2 separate regions of the Zea mays genome follow, and region 1 is linked to region 2. Evidence: chromatin contacts called from public Hi-C data. All regions are on one chromosome and are shown on one strand. Each heading gives the region's core, a stretch centred on a gene start, on an enhancer-like site or on the middle of the called end of the contact. The rest is flanking DNA. Distances are from core to core; before and after follow the strand shown. Region 1 holds the start of LOC103633469 (DEAD-box ATP-dependent RNA helicase 36). Region 2 holds the start of LOC103633466 (probable glucomannan 4-beta-mannosyltransferase 7).

Evidence for each region. Hi-C and Micro-C count contacts between places; a contact is called where the count stands out from the background.
Region 1: a Hi-C map of bundle sheath shows a contact between it and region 2, with 2.2 times the contacts expected there. The contact joins the promoter of LOC103633469 here to the promoter of LOC103633466 in region 2. A contact is called at or near these places in 2 of 25 Hi-C or Micro-C datasets (bundle sheath and tassel).

What each region holds. Positions count from the first base shown.
Region 1 is chr7:177,044,674-177,047,479 of Zm-B73-REFERENCE-NAM-5.0, reverse strand. It overlaps LOC103633469 (DEAD-box ATP-dependent RNA helicase 36), which reads left to right and starts at 1,368. Exons shown (of 6, transcript XM_008655161.3): 1 at 1,368-2,387. The coding sequence starts at 1,737.
Region 2 is chr7:176,762,870-176,765,714 of Zm-B73-REFERENCE-NAM-5.0, reverse strand. It overlaps LOC103633466 (probable glucomannan 4-beta-mannosyltransferase 7), which reads right to left and starts at 1,439. Exons shown (of 10, transcript XM_008655159.4): 1 at 1,149-1,439; 2 at 662-1,002; 3 at 398-496. The coding sequence starts at 1,257.

The DNA of each region.
Region 1 (2,806 bases), core at 119-2,618, 280 kb before region 2:
CAACTACAACGGCTCGGCGAGCGGCCCGCCGTGGTGTCCTGCTGCGCCTCGAGAACCGCGCCTGGTGTCCTGGCTGTTGTCCTGCTGGTCGTGCTGACGAGCGGACGGAGCCGTCCCCTCCATCGACGACCGCCACGCTCACCGCAGCGCACGGAGGCCGCAGCGCGGAGCTCGGGAAGCGCGCCACGGACGCGAGAGTCGTCTGTCAATCTATGGACGCGAGCGAGTCCTCTGTTGACTGTTGTTGCGGACGCGAGCATGGGCAGCGCGGCACGCGTCGCTGCGCGAGAGGAGAAGGTCCCGTGAAACGCTGGGAAGCCAGCATTTCCGTGTGTCTTTTAACAAGAACTAATTACCTGTATCCTTTCTTTATAGTCTTATCTACCTCGTTTAGTTTGTTTAGTTTGGCGTGACTAAAGTTTAGTTACTTTTAATCTCTAAAGAAAGTAAATAAATAGTCACTTTTAATCTCTAAAGAAAGCGAACCAGATGACTAAAAGCGACGAGTAAAATATAGTTTTCTAGTCATCAAAAGGGTTTAAAAGTGACTGGGGGCTAGTTTCGGAGCAAATCGGAGGGGATTGAAGATACTAAAATCTCTTTATTCAATTTTGAATAAGAAAAAGATTTTAGCCCCTCGACCTCCTCCAGTATTTTAGCTCCCAAACTAGCACTGAGAACTCAAAATTTTTTCAGGATTAAAGAGAAAATTAGTTCATTTCTATCTCAATCCCGAAGGGGATTCGAGGTTCTCGAAGTAGCCTTAAGGGCTAGTTTGGAAACTGAAATCCCCTTATGCTTCGTTTGGATGTAGGCATTCACGTGGTGGAATTGAATTGATCTAAGAATACCAAATCTGAGGGAAATGGAATTGATATGCAATACCAATGTTGTTGTTTGAATGCGGGTGTAATTGAATTCTGAGCAATACCGAGGTGGGGGGCTTGGTATTGAAGGGGAGGGGGTGCAGGTGTAGTTGAATACCAGGGGAATTGGGATGGATTTCCAGTTCTGAATTCCGTGAGCATCCAAACGCTGAAATTCGGCTTTACCAATTCCAATTCCAAAATCTGGGCCTCAATACCAGCATCCAAACGCAGTATAAAACAAATTTACGATATTAAAATGTAATCAAACACACCTAAGGGCTTGTTTGGGTAATCTTAGATTGGAGTGGATTGAGGTGGTATAAGGTGTATTGAAGTGTAATATGAACTAATTTCCCTTTCAATCTACTTCAATCCCTCTTTATCCAAACAACAAACAAGGCCTAAAGAGTCGGACTTGCCACGCGGTCGGTCGCGGCTTCCTGGGCTAGCAGGCTTCTTCTAGATACGTGGGCTGCGCAACTCCCTCAGGCCCAAGCTTAAGCATAGCTAGGCAGCACGCAGCAGCCCGTCTCGGCTTGCCTCTCCAAACCTCCGCATCCTGGAACCCGCCCCGCCACGCCACCGCCATCTCCCCGCGCCGCCGGCCTAAAACCTAGCCAAGCCATCTCCCCCGCCCGAACCTTCCAACGCCGGCCGCTTCCTATCTCAACCACTCGCCGCTCCGTCTGGTCTTCCTTCACACCGATTACGTGGCGCACCTACTCGTGCTCCTCACCTACGTCTCCAGCGCTTCTGCTCTCCGCCGCCACTTCCGTCGCTCGGTCACCGTTGACTGCTGCTACGGCTAGCTGGGTGTTAACTGAATCGTAGGAATTTAGGAATATAGTTGGCACAGCCCGCCACGGCATGGAGGTCGACGGCGAGGCACAACATTTCCGCCTCTTCTCCAAGAGGGCCAAGCCCAAGCTCAAGCCCGAGGTCCAGCCCCAGCCGGAGCCGGAACCCCCAAGCCGTGACCCCGCCGCCGCCGAAGCCTACCTCGACCCTGCTCCCACAATCGTGACCGAGACCGGCCAGGCCGACGACGCGGCGGACGCTGCCGGCACGGCGCCGGCGACCTTCGCGGACCTTGGCCTATCGCAGTGGCTGGTGGATGCGTGCGAAGCCCTGGGCATGCGGCGCCCCACGGCGGTGCAGCGCCGGTGCATTCCGCGCGCGCTCGCGGGGGCGGACGTGCTCGGGATCGCCGAGACGGGGAGCGGCAAGACGGCCGCGTTCGCGCTGCCCATCCTGCACCGCCTCGGGGAGGACCCCTATGGCGTGGCCGCGCTCGCGCTCGCCCCCACGCGCGAGCTCGCGGCGCAGCTCGCCGAGCAGTTCCGCGCGCTCGGGGCGCCGCTCGGCCTCAGGTGCCTCGCGGCCATCGGAGGATTCGACTCGCTCGCGCAGGCCAAAGGGCTCTCGCGCCGCCCCCACGTCGTCGTCGCCACCCCAGGACGCATTGCGACGCTCGTCAAAAACGATCCTGACCTCGCCAAAGTATTCTCCCGCACAAAGGTAGGCATGCGGTTTCCTTTTAGCATCAACACATACATTATTGTTGCTGTGGATGCCTTTATCACTTCCCTTCTCTTTGCTCAAAATGTATGTTGATGACTGTCGTGTTTTTCTCTCCATTGATAAGGGCATATTACTATTGTAATCTATGTTATACTCCATACGGAACATACACTTCTTTATTCACTTATATTCCTTGTGAATTTTGGAAGTAGAAAATGTAGTTGACATGTTCTATTGAAATGTAATGGTCAGTTGGTCACAGACCTTTGTCTGCCTGTATAGAAGTAAGGCATCCTGTTTTATTTGTTTTGTGGTCAGCAAATTATGCATGCTATTGTTTATGGTAGGTAGATGCCAATTCAGTCTTTGGTCCCTTTTTTCTTGAGGTTATGTGGTTTATTGTTGATTGTTAGTGC
Region 2 (2,845 bases), core at 190-2,689:
TATTTTATCCCGGTAAGGCAACCCTTTCAATTTCCCTTTATGCCAAATGCTGAAGTAGCTTTCATGTAAGTAATCTCATAAAAGTAGGAAGGAGCATCTGTAATCTGTAATGCTAGCTACGCACTTCACAATGGAAATATTCTCTCTGCACCCAACCGCCCCAAATGTTTAGCATGCTCCTAATAGGCTATTGCAGTTAGTCTCATGTCAAAACTTTATCATGCTGCTGGTAGTGAGTTTGAGGATTCGTCTGCTATAACAAACCAGTTTGATGTTTCACTTGTTCTGATAGGATCTAACAGCACCAAAATTAATAGTTTCTCCACCAAACAAAGAGTTCTGTAGAAATCATATTCATCCCCAACCATGAAACGAGGAACTAGGAGAGGCAGGTTACCTTGATAAAGGGGTCAGTAGAATCGTCCAACACTTGAATTACTATCCTGTCCTTTGGCCACTGCAGCTCACATGCTGCCGCTATTGACAGCTTGTACACCTAAGAGCCCATACCACACATGGAAAATCGCACCGCATCAAAATAATATTTTTAATCTCACAAAGCAACAGGAGGAAGGACAATTCATCAAATAATCAATGGATGGATAGTTAACATATTCCGATACGATTTTAATGACTTTTTTTTGTGGTGGTCTGTTCTCACCTCCAGCTCGTTGTACATGGGTATCTGAACCAGGACCATAGGGAAGTGGGCGGTCCCCTTCTCCTCGTCGGCGCTGTCGAGGGGCTTCCACTTGAACCTCCACTCAGGCCTCCACCCAATGGCCTTGACGCCGAGGCTGATGACGCTGTTGTACACGGCCTCCACCACCAGCATCACCGACATCACCATGCACGCCCACACCGCCACCTGCAGCACCGGCGCGATCACCCCGGCCCGCACCGCCACCCACGCCCCGTCCACGTCCGCCGCTGCCGAGGACGTGCCGTCGAGGATGCCGATGAGCCAGGACACCGCCGCCTGGAAGTCGAACGGCGCCCCCGCTGCGGAACGAAGCAGGACAAAACCAGCGGGCGGCGGGCGCAGCCGCGCAGGGCAGGTCAAATCACGTGCGCTGTAGCGCGGCCGTCCGAGCGAGAGGGGTGGGGGAGAGAGAAATATGACGGATGGGAGCATCGAATGCGTGTACCGGTGAGCGGGCGGCTGAAGTCGACCGCGCCGACGGACACGGCGGCCGCGACGGCGGCGGCGGCGGCGAGGATGAAGACAAGGGCCCCGCCGATTTCCCCGGCCTCCATTGGGTGGTGGTGTGGTGGTTGCGGCCGCTGACGGAAAGGGGTGGGGCGGAGTCGCGGACGGAGCCGAGCCCGAGCACGAGTGCGCGATGCGCTCGATGCCACTGGTGCTTTTCTTAAGTCCACGCCATTCTTGCACTCCTTTCCCTTTTTTTTGTTTCAACAACATATATATGGTTTATTGCATATATAGATTATTGATGGTGGCGTGTATGTGTTTAATATTAGAGCAATTATAATAATATGACGTAGGTGGATTGCAAGAGATGTCACATCAAATTTGTGGTTACGTGAGAGAAAGAAAATAATGAAAGCACACTGCATCATCAGTCAGCTAAAGTAGGTTACTCATGAACTCCATGATAGTTTGTGATAAAAAGAGTGAGCTAAATATTAAATGTACAGCTTATATCATAGAAGAGTTGTTATATGGCTTAGATTTTTAGTTGGCTATATATGAAATGGTGACATCATAAAGCTCGTTGTGGGCTATATTATTAACCTTGCTCTTAAGATTTAATTGTTTGTTGTGTGATATCAACTTTCTTGGTGGCGTTGTTGTGCTTTAGCATAGCCACATAGGACATTTAAGATTAAGAGGGAGAGAGTCATTATAATTATATAATACGTTGAAAACTTAGCAATAATCTTATCTGAAGCATATTGGAATCTCAGATGTAGGAAATTTAAGATTAATAGGGAGAGAGACAATGTGATATGTTTAATAGTTAACAAGAATCTTATGTGATGATGTGAAGCATAGTAGAATCTCACATGAAGGGTATATGAGTAAACGAGGCTAGGAGTCATTCGTCAAGCACTCATTCATTCATGTTAGAGTTCTCTTCAACTCGAATTTAGGTATATATGTTTTCTTGTTAATTAGTAAAAAAACATTAAGTTTCTCATGAGTCGGTCCAACTATATGAAAAGACCCTACCTGCTTTGAGTTTGGATGTTCTACCGCAACCTCGAGTCTAGAATAGATTACAAATTCGTAATATTGAAAGATAAAGGGCACTTTGTCTAATCTTTTAGAAGCGTGTGTAGCATAAACGCTCCCATTCAAACAAAGAACATCGTATGATTGATTTAAATTATATTTTGATGGCTTAAGTTCCAACTTATGGACTATAGGTCATTCACAAAACTGGGAGCATTATGTGTTGTCACCTCACATGTGCTATTGCTGAACTATTTGTTGTTGCAACATACGAGTATAAGAGTAAATTAGTACATACATGAACAAAAACATGACATGTTTGATTCGCTGCTAACATTGCTACATTAGAGTACTAAACAAATAGGAGATATCATAAAAAGTATGGCAATCAAAATCGAAGCTGCACATATGATAAAATTTGGCGAAAAAAATAAGTCTATAACATATATGATACAATGGTAGAAAATTATTATGACACGCCACAACCACATGTAAAATAACCAAACACAGCCTCGTAGTTCTCCAGCAGGGTATTGTTAATTCTGGGGGTTGATGTCCCTATGACCTTATGTGTGTACCTAGCATTTCTACTTTTGACGTAGCAGCCTCGTTATGACTGGCTGGAGTACCTCGCATGGTGCCGTGTGG